Linked DNA regions of Gasterosteus aculeatus: region 1 is linked to region 2. A link is a contact called in public Hi-C data. All regions are on one chromosome and are shown on one strand. The core of a region is the stretch at or near the end of the contact, and the rest is flanking DNA. Distances in the headings are between cores, read along the strand shown.

Evidence for each region. Hi-C and Micro-C count contacts between places; a contact is called where the count stands out from the background.
Region 1: a Hi-C map of whole body shows a contact between it and region 2, with 2.6 times the contacts expected there. The contact joins two enhancer-like sites. A contact is called at or near these places in 2 of 6 Hi-C or Micro-C datasets (skeletal muscle and whole body).

What each region holds. Positions count from the first base shown.
Region 1 is chr15:11,906,472-11,909,356 of fGasAcu3.hap1.1, reverse strand. No RefSeq gene overlaps it. Among protein-coding and RNA genes, the nearest start is that of crip2, 5.9 kb to the right of the region's middle. Within about 2 kb of position 1,331, at least 1 of the 9 cell types and tissues checked has open chromatin away from gene starts, as enhancers often do.
Region 2 is chr15:11,852,566-11,855,469 of fGasAcu3.hap1.1, reverse strand. mideasb (mitotic deacetylase associated SANT domain protein b) reads right to left here. Exons shown (of 13, transcript XM_078089665.1): 13 at 824-2,904. Among protein-coding and RNA genes, the nearest start is that of crip1, 15 kb to the left of the region's middle. Within about 2 kb of position 1,494, at least 1 of the 9 cell types and tissues checked has open chromatin away from gene starts, as enhancers often do.

The sequences.
Region 1 (2,885 bases), core at 82-2,581, 54 kb before region 2:
AAGTGCTACAATTTGTTAGTCTTTTCAGTCAAGGTAGTTTGCGCCATTTCCTTTCCGATGTTCGCATAGGGGCATAGGAAGAGAGGGAGCAGATGTTGCTACGAAGTTGGACAGGAGGATGTCCAGTTCTTCCAAGAAATGACCCAAAGAGCCTGGCAGACGGTAGAAAACAACTATACTGTATTTAATTGTACCGGGTGAGTACAGTGCAGCACCGGCCGTGTTCAAAGGGTTCAATTAAGAGCTTTACTGGAACAAAACCTTTTTCATATGCTGAATGTGGCCAGTTTGTTTTATTGCGTATGGCAGAGAGGAAATGTCCTGCCCACATGGAAGAAACAGACTTGGGTTTATTGCTGAGGTACAGAAAATGTTTCAAGAGCTGAATGTTTTATTGTGAAAATGGGCTCCAGAGATGAACAGCGAGTGATATTATTTGTGGACATACTTCATCAGTTTGAGTACATATGAAAGCGAAAGCAGTTTCTCTTGGGGATTTAAATTTGAGATACTTCTGACCCAACTTCAATGCCATAGTTGTAAGAGGTTTGAAGTTGAAGCATAGTCACATCAAAAAAGGATTTAAATTATACCCAGCAGTAATCAGTCCATTTACTCACACATACTCAACAAATGGGAAATTGAATGCATTATCTTTTTTCATAGTTCAGCAGCAGTGGCGATGCACGGGGCAATAAAATCTCTGCAAACCGACGTTTGCAGAGATTTCCCTCCATGAATCAGAGGCCATCCGCGCGTTCTTATAGTTCCCCGAAATGACGGGTTGTATACGTGGTCATATTTACGGATTTCCTCCGACAAAAGCTCTTCAATCTGAACCATTCTCTCGTGAAAAATCTCCGTTTTAATAATGGCGGTATTATGCTATGAAACCGTAAATGTGAGACTCCGGAAAGGATGTAGTCAGCAGACCAATCACAGCCTTGCGGGCTGCGTAGCTTTTGATGCTAGTCTAGAAGTCTAGAAAAATCCGTCGACGCACGCAAGGGGCATGCAAGGGGCTTTTGCGTGTGCGTGTCCTTGCGTCGCTATAAAAATGCAGAAGCATAAACTAGGCTTAACACGGCGGCGTCCTGCGCGTATATACAGCGTTAGAATGTAGCTAACTAGCTAGCTAAACATCCCGTTGTAGAAGTCTCTACAGAAGCGTCATGCGGCTTCCCTTTCACGCCGGTCCGTTTTCTGATTGCGAGGTCAGGCTGGGTCCACCTGTTTTACCTCTACTTTGTCCGGCAAAGTTCTTCTCTCGTACAGAGTTCGGGTCTTCTTGGAAGGACACTGCCGGTGGTCGCTCTTGTTATGTTGTCAACCGGCGCATCACGAGACTCGCCCTGACGAGAGCGCAGTGTAAGGTGGCGAAGGGCTGGCCCAAATCTCAATGGATTTAGCTGAAATTATAATGTCACTCATTAACTTTATCAGTGATTGGCTAACTGCTTCTTAGACCCGCCGCCAATGGGACCCGGTCCGAGCCCAGCCGAGACAAGCGTAGAGGACGTGAAGGAAATGCATACATTTTCTTGGGGTGGTCTGATAAATAACCTTTTAAATCTCATTTCAATCCGGAGAGACTTGTTGAAATTTGAACAATGCTTTATTATAACATGCATAATATTGATATTGCAAAGTTGTTTGGGGGTTGGACTCCATCCTGCCGCAGGATAGACCAGAGGCCGGGATCTCGAGCCGAGATGAGGCATATCCCCCCCCTTTGGGAGTCCAGACACTGGTGGTGGTGGTAGAGCCTAAATTGCACCAATCTCCTGATATGCCAGGTTCTGCTGTAGATTGGAGGTGGTGGCGGGTCACCTTTGGTGCGTACTGAAATGCCAACTGATAGGAAAAGACAGCAGTTTTTAACGTTTGCCTGCACCAATGCAATTGATTTACGGTAACGACACCCACGTCTGATACTACCCGACCCCGCCACAAATCAGCTGGCCGTGCGCCCCCAGGGAGAGAGGAGGCCACCAGGGAACGGCACAGAACTGTCCGGTCTTCCTGACTGAATTTTCACCTAATTTAACCTGTAGTAAGGAGACTTAATTATTTTTTGGTTAAATTCAAGCTAAACGCTTAATGTGCAAATAACTTCCTTATCACTCTACAGAATTTAGACGTGTGTACCCGTATTAACATTATTGCTGACAGTACGGTAATTGTCACGACCTGCCTCTAACAGCCATGACCTAAAACAGGAGACGCAGCAAGTTGACCAAAAGATGAAGTCTTTATTTCACGTTAGATCTCGGCGGGACAATCCACATCCGATGGCTTCCGACGAGGCGCGGAGTGATCAGTCACCCAAGTTGCCAGGAAGGCGGCGCTTTAACCTGGCGCACCTGGTGTCGCCACTTAGCACTCTCCAGCAACCTGCCGTTAAAAGAGACACACACACAAGTAACACAGTAGGGAACCGTCACAGTAATCTATATCAAGAAAGCAAATTAGTGTATTTGCCAAGATTTGAAAGAACATTTCTGTGAAGCTGTCTCCACACTGCATGATTGACACAGATGTGAGTCAATACTGCTGATTGATGCTCCGTCAGCGATGCTCACACTGCACATCCACCACTGATGCATCCGCTGAGTAAGACGGCGTCTCCGGGACGTATCGATCATTATCAGTTTTACTTAAACAGCATGATGCTGCAGAAAGGGAAAAACCTTGATTGGTCAGACATTCTGACTGCCAAAGGGTCGTTAGTGTGGTCATACAAAGAAGGTAAAAGTATTCCATTTACTGATTTAAGTAGCTTAATAAAAGTGGTTCAGTCGTTAAAGACAATTTCATGCATGTTGTCTGTGTTTAAAGTCTAACTCCCATGTGTGTCACTGAAAGGAAGCTCTGAGAAGGAGGGT
Region 2 (2,904 bases), core at 245-2,744:
TTTGTATATCGCTTTTTATTGTACTCAAAGACACTTACATTGAAATAATCAAACATTAAAAAAAAGAAAGAAAAGAAAAATTGACCTTTTCTACAACGAACTGCTTCATCGAGGAGAAAAATCCCAGCGCGGTAAACAAAATATGGCGACAGGTGTAAATGAAAGAAAACAGAAGCAATAAACAAAGTAACATTACAGTAAGAATCAGTAAGAAAAAGGGAGTTTGTGCACGTTGGCAGCTTCAATTTGAACTCAAAATTCACTAGAACTATTGATTTTACATAAAGAGACACTGTGTCTTTACTGAGACGGATCACGGTTGTTTTGTCTCAGTTTAGATTCCTTGATATTTTGCACTGAAGTTTAAATATTTCACATTCTGAGCATGATTTGGTTGAAATGATTATCACAAAATCAAAAGGATTCATTTCACTTTCAAATGCAACATAATAAAGAAATTAAAATCCCAGTTCTTAGTTTGTCAAGTATCTTAACTTAAATTCAGAATTTGTGGTAATATAGAACAATTGCCCATCGCTCTATGCTGTGATGCCATAAATTATTTTGTCCACATTGTAGAATGTCATATATATATTATATATATATATATATATATTATTATATATATATTAATATAGTAAACTGGGTAGAGGAGATGCTTTCCTCTTTTTCAGCTCAACACATTTATTCAAACCAATAATAATATGTATAACTTTAGCGGTTTTACGAGACTGCAGCAATGCTGCCCCCTTGTGCAGCTTCTCCTCTGAAGCATTTAGCAACAATGTCGACAACTTAAAAAAAAAACACTCCAAAAAGATTCTTGAAGATTCTAAAATTTTAATATACAGTGCTTTGTAAATCATTACTAAAAACAAAAAGGTGGTAAAAATCAAATTGAAACCAATAAGTTACACGGTAATAAAATGCACTGGAGATTCCTTTTCATGTTTCCTCATTAGTGTGAACCCCATGTATGAAAATAGCATAGAAAGTATGCAAACGTAGAATTTCATTCTGATATATTTGTGTCTAACTTTTTAGCTAAATAAAACATTTGTCCGCTTCCAATTCCCTTTAGCAACTGGATGAAATAAGGAAAGTTTACAGCCGTGCGTTTATCTCAACAGCCTCCATTTCATCTAGAATTCTGCTTTTTTTTAAACTTCTCAAAACAGCTTGAAAAATCATCTTGGTGGCGACAATGACGACTTCAAGACAAGCCCAAATAAAAAGGAAATATAAATACACATGTCGCAAACAGTCTGCAAAAACCTTTTCTTTTCCTCCTCTTGACTGGCTTTGACCCCTTTCACACACGCACGTACACGCACACACACACACACACACACACACACACACACAGTCTGTGCATAGACACCGTTTTTTGCGGAGTAACCGGTATTTGGAGCACCCCCCCCCCCCCCCCGAACTTCCCCTCTGTGGTTGAACTTCCCCTCTGTGGTTTGTCCTGGAAAGGAAAACTACCCTCTAACCCACTCGTCGCTGTGATAACAGCAGCTGGCTCCGGGCCCCCGGGCGCAACGCAGAAACACGCAGCAGAGATCACAGAAACAAAGTCGACCGCAGATACACACGACATATTTACAGTCCACTTCAGACGTTCGGATTTGTTTCCACCCCCCCAACTGCATTCAAACGTTGGCCACGTTGGCCCCGGAGTTTGTTGCAGAGTCACGCTGCCCTTCAGTAAACCGCTGACCCGCATGGCCGAGGTTTCGACACAGCGTCAGTGTCACAACAATCTGAACACAGGCTCGGAAACAAGACGGACTCCACTCCAATACTTTCCTGGCATAATATTTTTCAATTTAGACTCCCTGAATATCAGCAAACTGGGAATTTATATTTGTGAATGTAGAATTCTGATAACAGCACTCAAAACCCCCCACTAGTTTGGCAGAAAATAAATATTCTTTCTTTCTTAGGACAGTAAACTATTTACTGAATTATTTAAAGACTGTGGGAAAAGTGTGTAAGTAAGAAGATATCTTCAAAACATTAAAAACACTAGTTTAAGTTTACAGGAAAGAATTCTTCTCTTCCTCTAAATGGAGCTTTGTTGATTTCAATAGTTACTGACATTTGATATGTGGTTGTAAAAAATAATAAAATAATTAGAGATATATATCACGTTTCATTTAAAATCTCCTTAATAAGGTTTCAGTTTGGTTCATAGGTGGGGGGGGGGGGGGGGGGGGGGGGGGGCTTCTGCTGCTGTCTTAATGTTTTTACCAGCCAATTGTTTACTGGAGCTAAACCTTCATGTTAGTGGTCACGTCATCATCTGCCTGAGATCACTTTCCAAAACACGTGTTGAATTTTTCTGTGCAGTTTGTTGTATCCATGGAGACCTGTAGTCTGCAACAGTCGGTGCCTCCTATCGGTTACAGGGTTGACAACAAGGCATCCTGAGAAGCAAGGGGGGGGTGTCAAGTTGTTCTATTGCACATACATTTCTTCATTTCTAGCTTCCAAGAAGATGTCACAGTTATAAACAGGCAGCAATTAGCATTGTTTTTTGTTTTTCTATTTAAATAAAAAGAACGGTAGCAAGAAAAAAAAAAATGCTATGGACAAGAAAGAAAATAGCGCTTAATTGAATTGCAGCCCAGATCAGAATGATATAATAATAATAATAATAATAAATGATAATCAACAGGAATATTCACAAAAACAATAACCACATATAGCAACACAGGCATTAAAAGTAACGTCTACCTGTTTATACATTTATAAAAAAACAAGTGTAAAATTGATTGTCATTTTAAGATAAAAAGCATTACAACATCCAAGGCATCAACAGTGAGGAACAAACTGGGAACTATAGAAAAGTGACACGAACAGAGGGGCGATTCACAAAACAAAAGGACAACGCTCAGA